Linked DNA regions of Mus musculus: region 1 is linked to region 2. A link is a contact called in public Hi-C data. All regions are on one chromosome and are shown on one strand. The core of a region is the stretch at or near the end of the contact, and the rest is flanking DNA. Distances in the headings are between cores, read along the strand shown.

Region 1 (4,927 bases), core at 1,936-4,435, 190 kb before region 2:
GTCTGGGGTGACCTGCTTCACAGAAGTCACCGACCTTGGCATGGTAGCTACTGCCTTCTGTGTCTGGACCTGAAGAGTGGAGCTGGGGTCTGGAGACCTCGTGTAAATATCTTGAGCTTGAACCAAAAGTAGCCTCTTGGGGCATCTGCATTGGCCCTTCCAGGGAGGAAGTCAGAATGCTGCCCTGTCCTTCTAGGTGAGGAGTGGTGAGTAGATACTGACACGCACCTCCAAACCTTTCTCTGAGCCCCTGGGACCAGCAGCCAGGGTTAGAATATCACACAAGCTAAGTGATTTGATAGCCTGTGGCTGGGGTGGAGATCTGAGTTCTGTAACAGGGAGAGCCCCACAAGTGGAGGAAGCCATGGAGTTCGGTGTTTATCTACTTCCAAGGTGACTTCAGGCCATGAGTTGCCAATCGGGCTCTCTGTTGTTTTTGAGACAGGGTCTCTATAGCCCATGCTGGCTTCAAACTTACTGTACACAGAGGGTGATCTTGAACTCATGACCCTCCTTTCACTTCCATGTGTTGGTGTTAACAGGGTTCCACCACCATGCCGGTTTTATGCTGTGCTAGGGGTAAAACCCAGGGCTTTGTGCCACTGGGCAAGCACTCTCATCATCTGGGCTGCTCCCCTCAGCTTTCTTACCTTCTGTTGACCTCAGCCCCTCCCTTTGTAGATCAGGACACTTGATGCAAATAGCAGTGTTCTTTCTTTCAAAATTGTTACATGAGAATTTACACTTACAAAAATGTTTTGTTTTGCTACTTCAAAACTTCTGATTTCTACAAAAAAACATTTCAATGAAGACATGAGGTAGCACACATAGAATGTGTTAGTGTGCGAATTATGAGTGGCTTTCCCTTGAACACCCATACCCAACAGAAGGCCAGCCTCTCAAGGCAGGCTTAGTGGTGGCTGTTGACTTTGTGATTCCATCTTTCTTTGAGACATTGCATTATATTTTAGAGACATTTCAAGTGAATTTTCTTTTAAATGCCCCCATCTTTAATACATGTTTCACATTAATACAAACAAATAGCAAATCAAGGGAATGACCTTGACTTTGATAACATTATGAAATGGTATCCTCTGGGGCTGACAGACGCCATACCACATACTGGTTGGTCTGTGAAGACCCTGTGAGAGGGATAGTGACCACCCTAGCCAGAGTGTGGGCATTTCCAAAGCTGACCACATGATATATTTTGGGCTCGGTTCTGTGCTCCCATGAAAATACACCCTGGCAGTATTTGGACTGCAAACTCTCAAAGCTTTTCTAAGAGAACCCCCTAAAAACCATCACAGTAGCAGGAAGATGGCTGGAATAGAAGTTGGGACCCAAAATGGGAGTTCAGAAAAGATCCTGGCAGGCATCTGACTTTCCTTGTTGCGGAGCTCCTCTGCAGTGGGGGTGAGAGGTGGGGGAAGGGGGGAGCATGGAGGGTGAGATCATCTGGCTGGCTCTTTCTAGGGCCTGTAATCATCACGGGTCAGAAATATAGCCACCTTCCATGCAAATGGGTTTCTAAAACATGCCAAATGACTTATGTCACAAAGAATAGGTCCTAATATACTGTATACCCCGGGGTTAGACCTGCAGTGGAGACAGAGAAAGGGAGACTGAGGGGACATATAGTAAGGAGCCAGTCACTACCCTAGGAACACCAGACCAGGAGGGTTTTTCTGAACTGCTACAACTACAAGGAGGTGGGAAGGAGGCAGCGGCTTGGCAGGAAACCCATGCCCCCTTGCTATCCACATCACTGGGTAGCCCTTTCAAGTGGCCTGAAGCCTCTGCTCTGGAAGCTGGCTGCCCTGCTGGCCTTCCGTCTCCCAGCTGCCTTGGGAGGGCAGTTCTGCTCTCAGGTCTTTTATCCTGACTCATACATACCTGTAAGGAGCCGCTGTCAGCCTGGAAGAGAATGTTCCCCGGAAAGGAAAACCTTCCAGAACGTATGTAGAAGAGAGGAGTGTAAAATAATGCAGTCTCTGTAGCTCACTGTATATGCCCATGTCAACTGGAGACATCAGACTTTGTGCTTGTTAAAGGGAAGGAAGCTGGGAAATGTGAGGAAGGAGAAGCTTGCTTTGGGGATGGGCGATGAATGTTCCTGTTCTTAAGTGTCACTCACTTGCCTCCTACAGCCTCATGGAAGCCAGTGGGCCATCAAAACTTTTCTCTCTTCTATGTGGATGGCTCTTTCATTTTGGACTCTGACTTTAATAAAGCAATTAGGTTGCTCAGTTTGAAATAACCATTGTTTCTGGTGAACTTTGATTATATTTTGAATAAACAATTTTACTCAAAAGACTTAAGCCAATTCTAGAAACCAATGAAGTCCAGTGATTCAGTGGGGGTGATGGAAAGGGCCATGTGGCCCTGGTCCCCCAGCAAGCCATGTCACCCCCGTTTGCCAGGGCTTGGGATCTTCAAAGAGAAGGTAAACCCAATACATCCCTTCAGGTCCAGTGACTGCGAGGTTCCTCACGGTCATGAGAGGTTGTCATAGTTCCTGGGAATGCTGGTGGTCACTGCCATCTCCTCCTAGGATGTGCTAACGGGCATGGAGTCATGGCTCTATCTGGGAGTTACAGGGAGGGAGTCTGCCAGCCAGTGCTGGCTGATCACAGCTGTGCAGCGCGTCATCCGTTCACATACAATGACTAGTAGTAGTGTGATTATACAAAAACCACTGTATCAAAGACTGGCCTTGACCTGAGTGGGCTTAGGGCGGGGTCCCCAAAAGCTGTCAGCTCTAATTTCTATGAACCTCTGGCACTGGAAGCTCCAGGGTTACACTGGGGGTCCACACCAGATCAGTCTGTCTCCCTAATGGCTCAGGGACAATCTTGCTCTTCAGCAAGCACCTATAACTTATGAATCTCACAGTTCGGAACCCCGGGGACAGCCTTTTAGCTTTTTTCCCCTAACCAGGAAAACACCTTATAACTCAGATAATGCAGTGTCTCTTAGGAAACTTTAGAATCTGAACACAACTCCAGTAAGTACATCACGGAATGAACAAGAATCTAGTATGAATAACTTACTTCTGAAGAAGAAAGCTAACCTCTCCCAGCTGGAATTTGTCTGAGGCTGGAGGACTGCCTGCCTAGAACAGGGCTCTGGCTCTGCAGCCGACTGTAATCCAGTGCAGGCAGGCCCGGGCCAAGCTTCAAGCTGCTCACCCTACATCCCAGTCAGCTGGTCAGCCCCCACTTCAGATCCGTCTGTGCACACTACTGTGTGCTGCTTTCCCCACTGATCTGCCAAGAATATCACAGAACAGAACAGTACCCAACGCTGGTTTTTCAACTTTCCATTTATTCACATTTCATGGATTGTTACACTTCCTTAAAGGCTCATTCAAAAGCTAACACACACTGAGATTACACTGCCTGACAATTCAAGTATTTTAGCTGGAGAAAACAAGTTCCCGTTCCGAGTAGAAGGCGGATCACTCCATGTGCTGGCTACGAAGTCTGACGTCACTTTTACAAATCTGTGTTAAGGGACAGTCCTCAGGCTTGTGATTGCTTCTGGAGAGCACTTGGTGGCTGTGTACAGAGCATGTGGCTAGAAAGACGCCCTGAAGAACTCCCAACCTCACCTACAAGTGACAGAGCAGGCCATCTCCTTAAAATCCCACTCCAGTGGTCTAAGTGGGTACTCTGCAGCCTCAAGGGGCTGTTTCTCATCTTCAGAGATAGTAACATAATGAAGAAACTGGCAAGAACAGACTTCGTAATGTTCAAAAGGTAGGGAAACGGCTTTCCCTGACAGCAAGGTGAATTCCCCTCTATGCCATAGGAGGTATTTTTTTTGTTGTTGTTGTTGGTTTGTTTTGGTTTTTGGCACACAGCATGTAAAAAAACAGGATTCAGAACTGAAATGGTAAAACAGAGCATCAGCCCACCAACAGTCGGACCTGTCACTGACACAGACACAGCCTGTACAGTGTGGCTCTCTGAGGAGGACATGGCAGGGCTGGGAATGTGTCATAGTGTGAGCTATAGTGTGGGAAGGCCCAGGCTTAGCATCTGCCAGATGCACCCTGACCACAGAGAACACACACTTCCTTCAGGCAAATGTAAGACACAACGTGAGATTTTCAAACTGGAGATACACACCTCAGTTCACATTAAACAGACAAGATGCAAGTTTCTAACACGTTAAACCATAAATGAAGTTTAAGCCATGGGTTGGAACCAGCTACACACACAGTGGAAGAAGAACAGAGTGCCCTCCGGGGGCCTCCCTGTGACACTCAGACTTCATAGTGATTCCCATACTCAGGTCAGATGCAATGAGCTAGCTCCTAAAGCATAAAGACAAGACACCGAGTTACAGTCACACCCCACACATCTCCCCTGTAATTCTTGTTTCCAAAAGTGATAGTCTTTAGCAGCAAATTGCTGGAATGTTAGAAAAAAAAGCAAGCCACCCTCACTAATTTACAACTGAAATTGGCCGGGGAGCTCTAGAAGGCAGTCCAGTCATGATCTTTTTTGCTTTTATTCTTTTGGTAAATATTCAAGGCATGGGCAGATGCTCACAGAGCACTGCCACCATGAAGAGACAAGTTCCTGAAAGTGCCTGTGAGTTTGACACGTGTCAGCCCCACAGGCACGTGGCTACACAGTACTGTTCTGAAATGCACACCCCTTGTTTCATCTTTGGAAAGCTGGGAAGCCCAATGTGAAGAAGCCAGGGCCAGGGCCAACAGAAGCAGCAACCTGCTTGCTAGGAACCAATTCTCCATGCTACAAGGCAAAACCAAACCAAACCGCACAGCATCTCCTTAGGTCCACAGCCCAAGAAGCACAAACATGCATCTGCAGATACGTGCCAAAATGCACAGAGCACTGTCACCCCACCTCAAGAACATCTCTGGGCTCAGGAGGCAGAGGCAGGTGGATCTGAG
Region 2 (4,474 bases), core at 1,466-3,965:
CCCAGCACCTACATGGCATCTCAGAGCCATCTGTAACCCTGGTTACAGGTGATCTGACGCTCTCTTCTGGCCTCTGTGGGAAGCAGGCACATACACGGTGCACAGGCACACATACAGGCAAAACACCCACATGCATAAAATAAAACAAAAACCAAGTCTTCCCCCAAACCCAGCTACACGGTAGAGCTGCAAGACTGACGACAGCCACCAACAGGTTCCCAATCTCGATGCTCAGGCCCATGCCCAATGTACGAATCTGCACGTTACCCTTGTTTTCCGTTTTCAAGTGGTTGTGTGTATATGTATGCTTGTAAGCAGGAGGTGCGACTATGGATGGGTGTCATTTTTCACTGGCCCAGTAGGTGTTGATTAGGTTAGGCCAGCTGGCCAGTGAGCCCCAGATATATCTCTGCCTCACAGACACATGGCACATCACGGTATATGGTGGAATATAGTGTACTCTGGCTTAGTGACAAGCACTCGTGTTTTCTGTTGTTTTGTTTTGTTTTTGAGAAGACAGAGATAGCTCTGCGGGGTACAACAGGCCATCAGATAGTATGGCTGGAGCCTTTAGAAGGAGCTCTGAGTGAAAGAACCACTAGGGACATTGGCAGTAGAACCATAGAAGCAGAAAGGCCACAGAGAGGCCTCAGAAACATTGTGAAAATTTGTCTCTTGATGGCCTGGTGCCGCAGTGATGAGCTCTCACCAGCGACCCCTAGAGGGCATTGTAGTTACTGCAGGCACCTGCTCTCCCCTGCCTTTGGGGTAGCGTAGCATCTATGATGTGTGGACCACCAGGGAGTTACAGCAGCAAACTTTCATAACCCATGAAAAGGAAGTACTCTTTAGTGGCAAGTTTGTGTTCTAGTTTGGGGGGGAGGGGGACTATTTCACCATTTACTGCATTTTTCTCTCTGAGAACGTGTGGCTGGGTGGGGAGGTACTGTGTGACCCAGGAGCAGGCACAGGTGCTACTGAAGCTGTTAAGACAGGAAGTAGCCATGTGCTCACTCAACCTGGAGTTGGTCCAGCAGACCACGCCCGTCACAACAGAAAACTCCATCAGACAGTGGAGATCCAGGGAGATACTCGGAGGAACAGCAGTCCTCTTTGTGATATCCCAAGGTGCTCCCCTGGGGACGCATCCTGCTCCATCCACTCAGAGAACACTGCTTTATCACACCTCCCTAGCTGACAGGTACAGAAGCATGTGACAGCCACCTCACCACCTCAGGATGCTTCCCGATGGCTGTCATCACTAATTAGCTTAAAACAATACCCTGATTTACCTTACAGTCTAGAATAGGTGTGTGTGTGGGGTGGGGGAGGACCTGGAGGCTCTGGGATATTCTCTTTGTTTTTGCAGCTTTACAGACTCTTGCTTATATAACCCAAGGGGCTACCCTGGGCTCACCAAAGTGTCCCAGTTAGCTCCCATCTCAAGACGCTGCTCACATCTGCAAAATCCTTCCTGCCAGCCAGTTGCAGCCACAGGTACTGGGGAGGTTAGGATGTGACATCCACTGGGCATATTTTGTTTTCTACACATGCACTGCAGACCGTGAGAGCATTTGGATGGGTCTTATCCCAGCGTCTACAAGAGGACAAGAGGAATCCTGTCCTGGTAGCCCAGGAAGCACAGGGACAAACTTACATCCCCAACAGATTTCCCTTAAACTCTTCCCAGGGTGCCCAGCTCCTCGTGGACCTAAAATCAAACCTCGTGCGGGTCTCTCACACAAAGCAACTGAAGTGTCCAGCTCTTCCCGAGTGTGCTGTGGGTGGCCTGACCGCTTCAGCTTCTTTAGGATAAAACATCGCCTTGGATTTATGTCGGCCAGGTCTACTACCAGGGCATGAGACCCAAAGAGGGACAAACTCATGACCCAGAGGGTGGGGCACATAAGAACCTGGACTGGGGATGCTGTGATGGGATACTGGGGAAGGCTTCTGGGGGAGGGGCCCAAGATGCACGTGAATGAAGCTGGCCTGGTAAACAGGTAGGAAATGACAGATCCACCAAAGATCAAAGTCCCTCGAGCATGTCTCACTTGGAAGATGACAGGAAAGGCCCAAAGAGCAGGGAGCCAGAACTGAAGGGTGGCCGAAAAGCTCTTGTCCTCTGCCCAGGTACACATGGAGCAGCGGCCACTCCACCTCAGAGGGGACTTGAACCTTTATCTCTCCTGTAGGCAGGAGGCAGAGGCCTGGGGTAACCTCTTTGGACAGAGAGGGGTCCCACTGCTCAGGAGGGCAGAGTATCTCTCCTTTACTTACTATTGCAGGCTGACGCCAAACTGCTGGGTGGGCAGAGGCGGCCGAGGTGGCGGTGTCTTGGTGGGCGGGGGCGGTTGACCTTTGTGCAGGTTTTGCAGTTTCTCGTCATACCTATGGACACAACAGGAGAGTGTCACCTCACAGGGGGACAGCCTTTTAGCCATAGAAGTCATCTCCAAGTGCTATGTGGAGACTAAGCCCCATCCGCATCAATAGGAAACCCACATATTCTACCTCTGTAAGTTTCAGGCATCCCGGGGCAGGGCGCCGCATCCTCAGAGAGAAGTGAAGACCAGGCTCAGGAGCTTCACTGGAGCTGGCCTGCCTGGCACAGGCCTGAAGCCACGGAGTTTCTGCTCATTGACCCTGCGTTCCGGCTTGCCAGACACTCAGTGGGGCATTCAGCAGGAGCTGAATGAAACGCCCGCTAGCTGTCTTCCCGAATCCCCCGCGCCTGCCACTCCTAGAACATTTCATTCCACACACGGCTCACCAGCACACCAGGGAACCCCTTTCATATCCGGCTCAGAAGCAGAACGGCAAACCCGTGCCTGGATGTGTTTTTAATCAGTTTGTACTTGTACTGTATGCAGCCTTCGTGGTTTGCTCTCCCTCATGTATGTACGTGGATACCGGACCCCAGAGCCATGCGGGGCAGGGGCGGGGCGGGGCGGGGGCGGGGGCGGGCCCTCACCGCACTACTTCCGGGGGGATGAGCAGCTGGTCGCACTGAAGGTGTTCTCGGAGCTCACGCAGGTTGCTGCAGTAGGTGACTTTTTTCCCAAACTTGTGACTGAGGAAGGAGAAGCAAGAGAATAAAATGTTGAGGGGGCAGGTCTCTAATCCCAGCACTCAGAAAGCAGGGGCAAGTGGTTCTCTGTAAATTCAAGGCCAGCCAGGTCTACAGAGTTCCAGGACAGCCAGGCTGTTACCCAGACAAACCTCGTCTTGAACCTCCCCCTCCCCAAACAAACAAACAAACAAACAAAAGACAGAGCATGCACTGACACCCAGAATATGCCACAGGCCCTAGAGGCTCGCATGCATAAAATAATTATGCCTCTACTTTGAACTGGTTGTGAATTTACATACTGCACAAAGACAACTTAAGGGGGAAAGGACTTATTTCAGCTCAAAGTTCAAGCAACACTCCCATCATGGCAGTGATGTCAACGTAGGAGGTGCTCGAAGCAGCAGGTCATCTATGTCCAGGCCAGCAGACGATGCACACACGTATACCACTGCTCAGTTCCTTTCTCTCTTTATACAACCCAGGATCTGCTGCCAGGGGAATGGTCCCACCCACATGGTACAGGTCTTCCCGCTTCAATTAATAGGATAACTGCTCACAGACATGCCCAGAGACCCCTCTCCCATGTGATTCTCCATACTGCCAGGTTGACTTTGATACTGACCATAACTATGTGCCAGCTCAGAGGACCAGTGAGCCGAGCCTGCATGTCTGAAGTCACTATGGTCCGAGATGAGTAATTGTTTTGTGTTGGGCCATCTCCTCTCCCTGACAGACCAAAGGGCAGGGACCTTGGGAGACTCTCCAGGGATGCTTCAGGCCATGGGGAGACATGGCCTCTGCCAGCCTTTCTATTCTCTCCCAGGGGTCCAGGATAAGGCTGGTGATCTGCCAAGGCCTGGGTCCCACTGATACAGACTGTGAACTTGAACCATTGTAAGTAGACATTGCAATGATGAGAAAAGGCAAGTTCTGTGCTCAGCAGTGCCAGATTCTGCTGCAGTTAAAACAACCCATGTGTGCTCCACATTGTAGATAATATGAAATTAAGATTATCTAACTTACCGCTGCTCAAACAAAACAAGACCACAGGGGATCTGATAGATGGGACACCCCTGTGAGTGGAGTAGAATTCCGGGTCCAACCTAAAACAGTTCCCACACCCCAAGGGAGGTCAAGGCCTGTGCACTGGCTCCCTCTTGTGGACAAGAGTGGATCAGACCTGGGGGCCAGATTCCAGCCATGAGCAAGGGAGCCAGGGAGCCTTATCTGGGGAAAGAATGCAGGCCCTAGGCCCTGAGGAAAGGGTTGGGACAGGTCTTATGGGGCATCCTCACCTATCTGTTCAGATAACAGACAACTCGGGGACAGTTTTGCCTCTGCTCTGGGGACATTAAGGTTTCCTCTGGGGTATGAAGTGCTATTAATGGTTTTTTTTGTGTG

What was found. A called contact is a pair of places that touch in the nucleus more often than the background predicts.
Region 1: a Hi-C map of cortical neurons shows a contact between it and region 2, with 2.6 times the contacts expected there. The contact joins two enhancer-like sites. A contact is called at or near these places in 1 of 39 promoter capture datasets (embryonic stem cells), 2 of 15 datasets of contacts at CTCF or cohesin (embryonic stem cells and pro-B cells), 10 of 484 Hi-C or Micro-C datasets (the C2C12 cell line, the CH12 cell line, cerebral cortex and 5 more), 5 of 115 datasets of contacts at active chromatin or transcription factors (embryonic basal ganglia, embryonic forebrain, embryonic stem cells and 2 more) and 2 of 9 other capture datasets (embryonic stem cells and pancreatic islet).

Annotation. Positions count from the first base shown.
Region 1 is chr15:84,941,344-84,946,270 of GRCm38.p6, reverse strand. Nup50 (nucleoporin 50) reads right to left here. Exons shown (of 8, transcript NM_016714.2): 8 at 3,308-4,927. 5031439G07Rik (RIKEN cDNA 5031439G07 gene) reads left to right here. Exons shown (of 10, transcript NM_001033273.3): 10 at 1-2,335. Among named protein-coding and RNA genes, the nearest start is that of Mir1249, 7.8 kb to the left of the region's middle. Within about 2 kb of position 3,185, at least 43 of the 459 cell types and tissues checked have an H3K27ac peak or open chromatin away from gene starts, as enhancers often do. A contact at or near this core is called in cerebral cortex and cortical neurons, where this site is marked.
Region 2 is chr15:84,754,937-84,759,410 of GRCm38.p6, reverse strand. It overlaps Arhgap8 (Rho GTPase activating protein 8), which reads right to left. Exons shown (of 12, transcript NM_001164628.1): 6 at 2,975-3,073; 7 at 2,281-2,391. Among named protein-coding and RNA genes, the nearest start is that of Gm52202, 34 kb to the left of the region's middle. Within about 2 kb of position 2,715, at least 37 of the 459 cell types and tissues checked have an H3K27ac peak or open chromatin away from gene starts, as enhancers often do. A contact at or near this core is called in cerebral cortex and cortical neurons, where this site is marked.